Linked DNA regions of Mus musculus: region 2 is linked to region 1. Evidence: chromatin contacts called from public HiChIP or PLAC-seq data. All regions are on one chromosome and are shown on one strand. The core of a region is the stretch at or near the end of the contact, and the rest is flanking DNA. Distances in the headings are between cores, read along the strand shown. Region 1 has its middle 31 kb from the start of Olfr15. Region 2 holds the start of Zfp174 (zinc finger protein 174).

The links. HiChIP or PLAC-seq counts read pairs in DNA pulled down with a chosen protein or histone mark.
Region 2: a contact with region 1 is called in an HNF4G HiChIP or PLAC-seq map of pancreatic cancer cells. The contact joins the promoter of Zfp174 here to the enhancer-like site in region 1. A contact is called at or near these places in 2 of 39 promoter capture datasets (frontonasal cranial neural crest and macrophages), 1 of 15 datasets of contacts at CTCF or cohesin (the NIH/3T3 cell line), 2 of 115 datasets of contacts at active chromatin or transcription factors (embryonic stem cells and pancreatic cancer cells) and 3 of 9 other capture datasets (adipose tissue, liver and pancreatic islet).

The regions. Positions count from the first base shown.
Region 1 is chr16:3,806,677-3,809,709 of GRCm38.p6, reverse strand. No RefSeq gene overlaps it. Among named protein-coding and RNA genes, the nearest start is that of Olfr15, 31 kb to the left of the region's middle. Within about 2 kb of position 1,554, at least 12 of the 459 cell types and tissues checked have an H3K27ac peak or open chromatin away from gene starts, as enhancers often do. A contact at or near this core is called in pancreatic cancer cells, where this site is marked.
Region 2 is chr16:3,845,719-3,848,953 of GRCm38.p6, reverse strand. It overlaps Zfp174 (zinc finger protein 174), which reads right to left and starts at 1,731. Exons shown (of 3, transcript NM_001081217.1): 1 at 680-1,731. The coding sequence starts at 1,081.

The DNA.
Region 1 (3,033 bases), core at 305-2,804:
ACTCACTGATAAGTGGATATTAGCCCAGAAACTTAGGATACCCAAGATATAAGATACAACTTGCCAAACACATGAAATTCAAGAAGAACAAAGACCAAAGTGTGGACACTACCCTTTTGTAGAAATGGGAACAAAACACCCATGGAAAGAGTTACAGAGATAAAGTTTGGAGCTGTGACGAAAGGATGGACCATCTAGAGACTGCCATATCCAGGGATCCATCCCATAATCAGCTTCTAAACGTTGACACCATTGCATACACTAGCAAGATTTTGCTGAAAAGACCCAGATAGAGCTGTCTCTTGTGAGACTATGCCGGGGCCTAGCAAACACAGAAGTGGATGCTCACAGTCAGCTATTGGATGGATCACAGGGCCCCCAATGGAGGAGCTAGAGAAAGTACCCAAGGAGCTAAAGGGATCTGCAACCCTATAGGTGGAACAACAATATGAACTAACCAGTACCTCGGAGCTCTTGTCTCTAGCTGCATATGTATCAAGAGATGGCCTAGTTGGCCATCACTGGAAAGAGAGGCCCATTGGACTTGCAAACTTTATATGCCCCAGTACAGGAAAACGCCAGGGCCAAAAGGGGGGAGTGGTTGGTTAGGGGAGTGGGTGTGGATGGGTATGGGGGACTTTTGGGATAGCATTGGAAATGTAAATGAGGAAGATACCTAATAAAAATTAAAAAAAATCTCTGTCCAATCTATATGCCCAGCCCTCTAGACAAAGGAAAATTTTTCAAGCTTTTTGACCCAAAGCTTCTGCTATGACTCAAAGCAAGATACCTGCTAGCTGCTTTTTCTATAATGTGGATTTCCATACACATTATAAATAGTGGTAATAATAATATATCTAAAACTTTTATCTCTTCTTGTAAACAGAATATTCATATATGCTTTAGATCCAAGGGAGTCATAGACTTGGGTCTACCTCTTACTGTCAAATAAGTACTGCTTGTGTTCCCTGCCCCGCTGCTTACCTCTGAGCCTGTGGTCTCTCTCTCCCCTGGTCTCTGGACTCCTCCCCTCTCACAAATACCAGGACTATGGGCCTGAAAGGTCCAAATGTATAATTTTCCTTTAAGTTCCTAAACTTAACCTTCTGCTCCTAGTCTAGAGACTGGCAGACACCATCCAGAAACCAGCTACAGACTACAAACTTCCAAATGGCTGTGTGCCCTGGACATACTGAAAGCTGATGTAAACCAGTCCAGCCAATGCGATTGTGCCCTGTCTCCAGCTGGGTCAGCAAACAGATGCTTCTGCTGAACCCCCATTGCTTGATCCCTCTCCCCAGCTTTTGGCTAGCATTCCAGCTTTCTTAGGCCCTGACAGCCACACCTTCATTTCAGTAGGAAGCAGTTATGGAAGAGAGCATGTTGCTTTTATCTTCTACAAAACCCGGTTAGTTATCAATAATTAACACAAAAGGGAAAAATGAAGGGAACAGGGAACCAGGGCAAGAAAACCCTGCCCCTGACTTGACCAAGACTGAGATCATGGCCGAAGGACCTGACTCTGTCTTGACCCAAACACAGCTTGAGACTTGGAAATCCCTGCCCCTATGACTCAGCTTTCATGGCCAAACAATACTTCTGTCTGTGCTGTACTTCTGCCCTGGCTCACTGTGAATGCCTCCCCACCCCTCTACCCCCACAAAATCTTATTCCTCCCACAACCCTCTGCTGTCTCTCTTCCCATTTAGATGTGGTTGCAACCTCGTGATTCTCCTCAACCAATCTCTTGTGTGAGGTTTGTTGTGTGGTGTGACTTTGTGGTACTTCTTGGTTCCTAATCACCAAGACACCTTTGTAAATCTTATGGCTCTGAAGGGGGAAAAGACTTCCCCAAATGAGGCTTTTGCAGCTCTAAGGGAAACGCTTCCCAGATGGAAGTGTTACAGCTCTAAGGGAGAAGGTTTTCCCAATGGAGGTTTTGTAGATCCGAGGGAAAGGTTTCCCCAGTGGAGGTACTGCAGCTCTGAGATGGGAGAATTCCCCAGTTACAGTTCTAAAAGGAAATGTATCCTGGTACATTGGAGCCAAGGAAAGCCACAAGGTCACACCACACAACAACCCTAACACAAGAGATTTTTTGGGAAAGACACAAGGAGATAGCTGCTCCTGCTTGGTCAAGCAGCAGAGAACTGGGGAGAAGATAGGTGTACATGGGGGTTTTCAGGGGAGGAGTGTTTGGGATGAAGATTTCTAGGGTGGGGATTAGTGATATTTCAGCTCCTGAGCTTGGAGCAAGCTCAGGGATTGGTGGGTGGAGTGTTCTGAGTGAAAATGGCCCCCATAGACTCAGAGGAAGTGATATTATTGGAGGTGTGCCCTTTTGGAGGAAGTGTGTCACTGGGGGTAGGCTTTGAGGTTTCAGAAGCTCCAGCCAGGCCTAGTTTGACTCTTTTCCTGCTGTCTTTGGATCCAGATGTAGAAGTCTCAGCCACTTCTCCAGTACCATGATGACATAGACTGCTGTAGGCCTAACCCTGGCATCTGTTGTTTTGCTCTTAAACCTGTGTGTGTGTGTGTGTGTGTGTGTACGCACGCTACTTTGTGTATAAACCTACAAAGTAACAGGTCTCCTTGTGCCTTTTTTTTTAATAGCTCTGAGTTTTTCGTTGGTGCCTACTCCTCCTCTCCTTAATCTTCCTGTTCTCCCTCCCTACCTAAGCCCTTCCACCTTAGCTTTGCCCTTTTCGCTGTTACCCATGTTTTGGTACTGTCCCTAATGTTCTCCCCATAGCTTCTTTCTCCCCCTCACATCTGGGTTGGTTCTAGTTTCTTGGCATCTATACTCCATCACCTTCATGTAGGTGCTATCTATAAAAAGGAGAAGCTAAGCCGGGTATGGTGGCGCACGCCTTTAATCCCAGCACTTGGGAGGCAGAGGCAGGTAGATTTCTGAGTTCGAGGCCAGCCTGATCTTCAGGGTGAGTTCCAGGACAGCCAGGGCTATACAGAGAAACCCTGTCTTGAAAAAACAAAAAAGCAAAACAAAACAAAACAAAAAAAGAAGATAAGATT
Region 2 (3,235 bases), core at 482-2,981, 39 kb before region 1:
TTGCTTCCTTTTGTGGCTCCAGCTGGGCTTTCACTTGGGGAAGGGGGTGGGGCAAGACACCTGAGAACTGAGTTGAGACTTTCCCATTCAAAGGCAATATGGTAGACACTTCACTGGAACAAAGTCCACAGAGCTTCACCAAAATTAGTTTCCTATGGAACAGGCTAGACCTGTTGGCTAAGAATTCTGATTGTAGCAAAGCTTCAAGATGTGGGTCAGGGAAGACCTGACAGTAGAGATTCCTTAAAACTACTCTTATGGGGGCTGGAGAGATGGCTCAGAGGTTAAGAGCACTGACTGCTCTTCCAAAGGTCCTGAGTTCAAATCCCAGCTCACAAACATCCGTAATGAGATCTGACGCCCTCTGCTGGTGTATCTGAAGACAGCTACAGTGTACTTAGATATAATAAATAAAAATCTTAAAAAACAAACAAACAAAACCTACTCTTACAAGGTTGGAGTCTCTGAAGGAATAGCTTAGTTCTCTGCTTCCTCACTGGGTGCCAGTGGCTCGGTTTTCTGAAACCCTGGTTATGGCTTTGGGGGATAAGGGGATTCCTCCAGGCTGGAAGCAACTTTTGAAGCCTGGAATCTCTAACTAGGGATCATGAGACAAAACACTACCTCAAAAGACAACAAAAACATTACCTAGGACCCACAGAAATAGGACCCTCCTTACCCACTGCTTTGGTTTTTTGGATGTTCTGTGCAAATCTTCCACCAGAGTCACAATCTCCCTGCTGCTCTTTGGATACCGATGCCAGACCTGTGCCTGGATCTCTGGAGGTAGGATGACCAGAAACTGCTCCATCACCAGGAGCTCCAAAATCTGCTCTTTAGTGTGTAGTTCAGGCTGCAGCCACTGTCTGCAGAGCTGTTGAAGGCAGGAGAGCGCTTCCTGGGGCCCAGACACTTCTTGATAGCAAAAGTGTCTGAAGCCCTGGCGGGAAAGCTCAGGGTCAGGATAGGCTTTTTGCTGAGGGGGGCCACGGTTTTCTTCCAGCTTCATTATTATGTGTCTCTCTTGCTTGTCAGAATCCTCAGTGTGGGTGCTCAAAGTTATCTCCATTCTAGCTGCCATTTTGGGGGCTCTGGGAACAATGTGTCACTCTAATGGTAAACTGATTATGTCTTCTGGGTCCTTGCTCTGGAGAAATCTGAAGGCTAGAAAAATGTTAGGAACGAAGCCTCCCTGGAAGGACTGCAAAGACATAGCTTTCTCATTTGCTAGTCTTTATCCCAGACTCTGAAAACAAAATAGTTCCCGGTCTTTTCGTCAGTTTTTAAGGAGAAAAGTCATAATACCCCAGAAGGGCACTGGAGAGAATATTTTATTTTTGTATCTGGCGAAATTCACAACGCGTTAGGGCCGGTAGAGGAATCCCCAGGGAAAGTTTAAGCTATCATCTTGTGGGTAGCTCGCACCAACTCTCCGGCATCTGGCAGACACCGACCTGATCCAGCACCTCTGAGCGAAGCAGAGCCAAGGCCACAGCGCGACCAATGCGTGGTTAAGGATAGGGAGTGCGGCTCCGCGGCCCAGTCAGCTCGGACACGCAGCTCCACAGCAGTGTTGGGTGTCAGTTCCAGTAGCCACCTGCGACACCACGTTCTGAGGCAGCTCAGAAGCCAGTGCCCGCCTGCAGGTGACCCACCTTGCCAGAGACTGGACACCGGGAACCCTAGAGCACAGTCTAGGGGAGGAGCCGGAGCCCCGCCACGGAGACGCCCACTGGCTCCAAGAGCTACCCACGGGAAGGCCCGCCTCTCCTCTACAGGACTGGGTCTCCAGGACACTGCTAATCTTTTATTGGCTGTTTGATTTATCAATCAGTCGCAGTGCCTCTTGGGAGTCGTAGTTCAGTGGCTAGTCCCGGAGCGTTCGCAATGTACTGCCTAATACCAGATAGTTGGCAGTCACTCGGTTGGCTGAGGGAATTTGGGGCAGCAGAAAGTGCGAGGGGTCCAGCGAGTCCTCCGTATGGGGGGCTTCAGGTCAGGTCTCATATTGGCCGGGAGGGCCTCCCTCTTAGGACATGTCTGTGGTGTACTTGAAACAGGACCCAGGGGTTGGACGAACCCGCTGAAACTCATTCTCCATAGCAGGATCTTAACTTTCTTCGACCTCGCCTCTAGGCTTTTTCCTATTCTTGCGTGGTCTAACCTTCGCAAATGACTCAACGAATGCAAACACGTAGGAAACAAAGTAGTTTGCCCACTGCATGGGCTATCTTCAGAGTCTGAGGTAAAGCCTGACAACCTGGTACCATCTACGATGTGCAATGGTGAGAGATCAGTCTCTGTCTTCACAATCAATGAAGCAATAATTATGTGATGAATGGAACTTACGAGGTCAGTGTGGGGGTCATTAAACCAGGAGAGCATCTATTAGACTTTCTTGAGTTTCACGAAGTACGGGATATGAGAGAAAGTGTAAGGCAACTACAACTTCTCTTACTTGAAGACCAACCTTAACTTTTTCCGTACACATCTTCGTATGCTTGAAGACTTTGGACCCTCTCCCCACATACTAACAGCTTAACATTTCCAAAAATAGTTTCTCCTATGATTTTTGCCTTTCTTTCACAGCTCTCGTTTATTTTAAAATTTATTTATTTAAAGGTGTATGGTGTTTTGCCTGCCTGTCTGTCTGTGTATCACATGTGCCTGCTGCCCATGAAAGCCAGAAGAGAATGTTGGAATCCCCTGAAACTGGAGAGTTGTGAGCTCTGGTGTGGGTGCTGGGAATCAAACCCAGACCCTCTGGAAGAGCAGCCAGTGCTATATACAGTGAACTGCCTCTCCAGCTCCTTTTATTTTTATTCGTTATATATAATCTTTTTGTTGTTCTGAGACTTCTCACAATGTAGCCCAGTGTATAATCCTTCAACCTCTGCTTCCTCAGTGTGGATGAAAGGCATGTGCAAGCATGCTCTAGAAAACTTTCAATTTTTTTCCCTTAAGGCTGGGAGATAGCTCAGTTGATATAGTGCTTGCCAAACAAGCATGTGAAAAATCTGGATGTGATGATGAGCTCTTGTAATTCCCATACTGGGGAGGTGGAGGGAGAGCAGGTGGATCATTGGAACTCCCTGCCCTCCTACACTAGCCTAGGAGCTAATTTCTAGGCCAATGAGAGATCCTGCCTTAAAATAGGAAGATGGAAAAAAGAAAAACACACAAACAAACAAACAAACCCCATGAGGCAGGCCTCTAGAGGCCTTCTAGAGGGTTT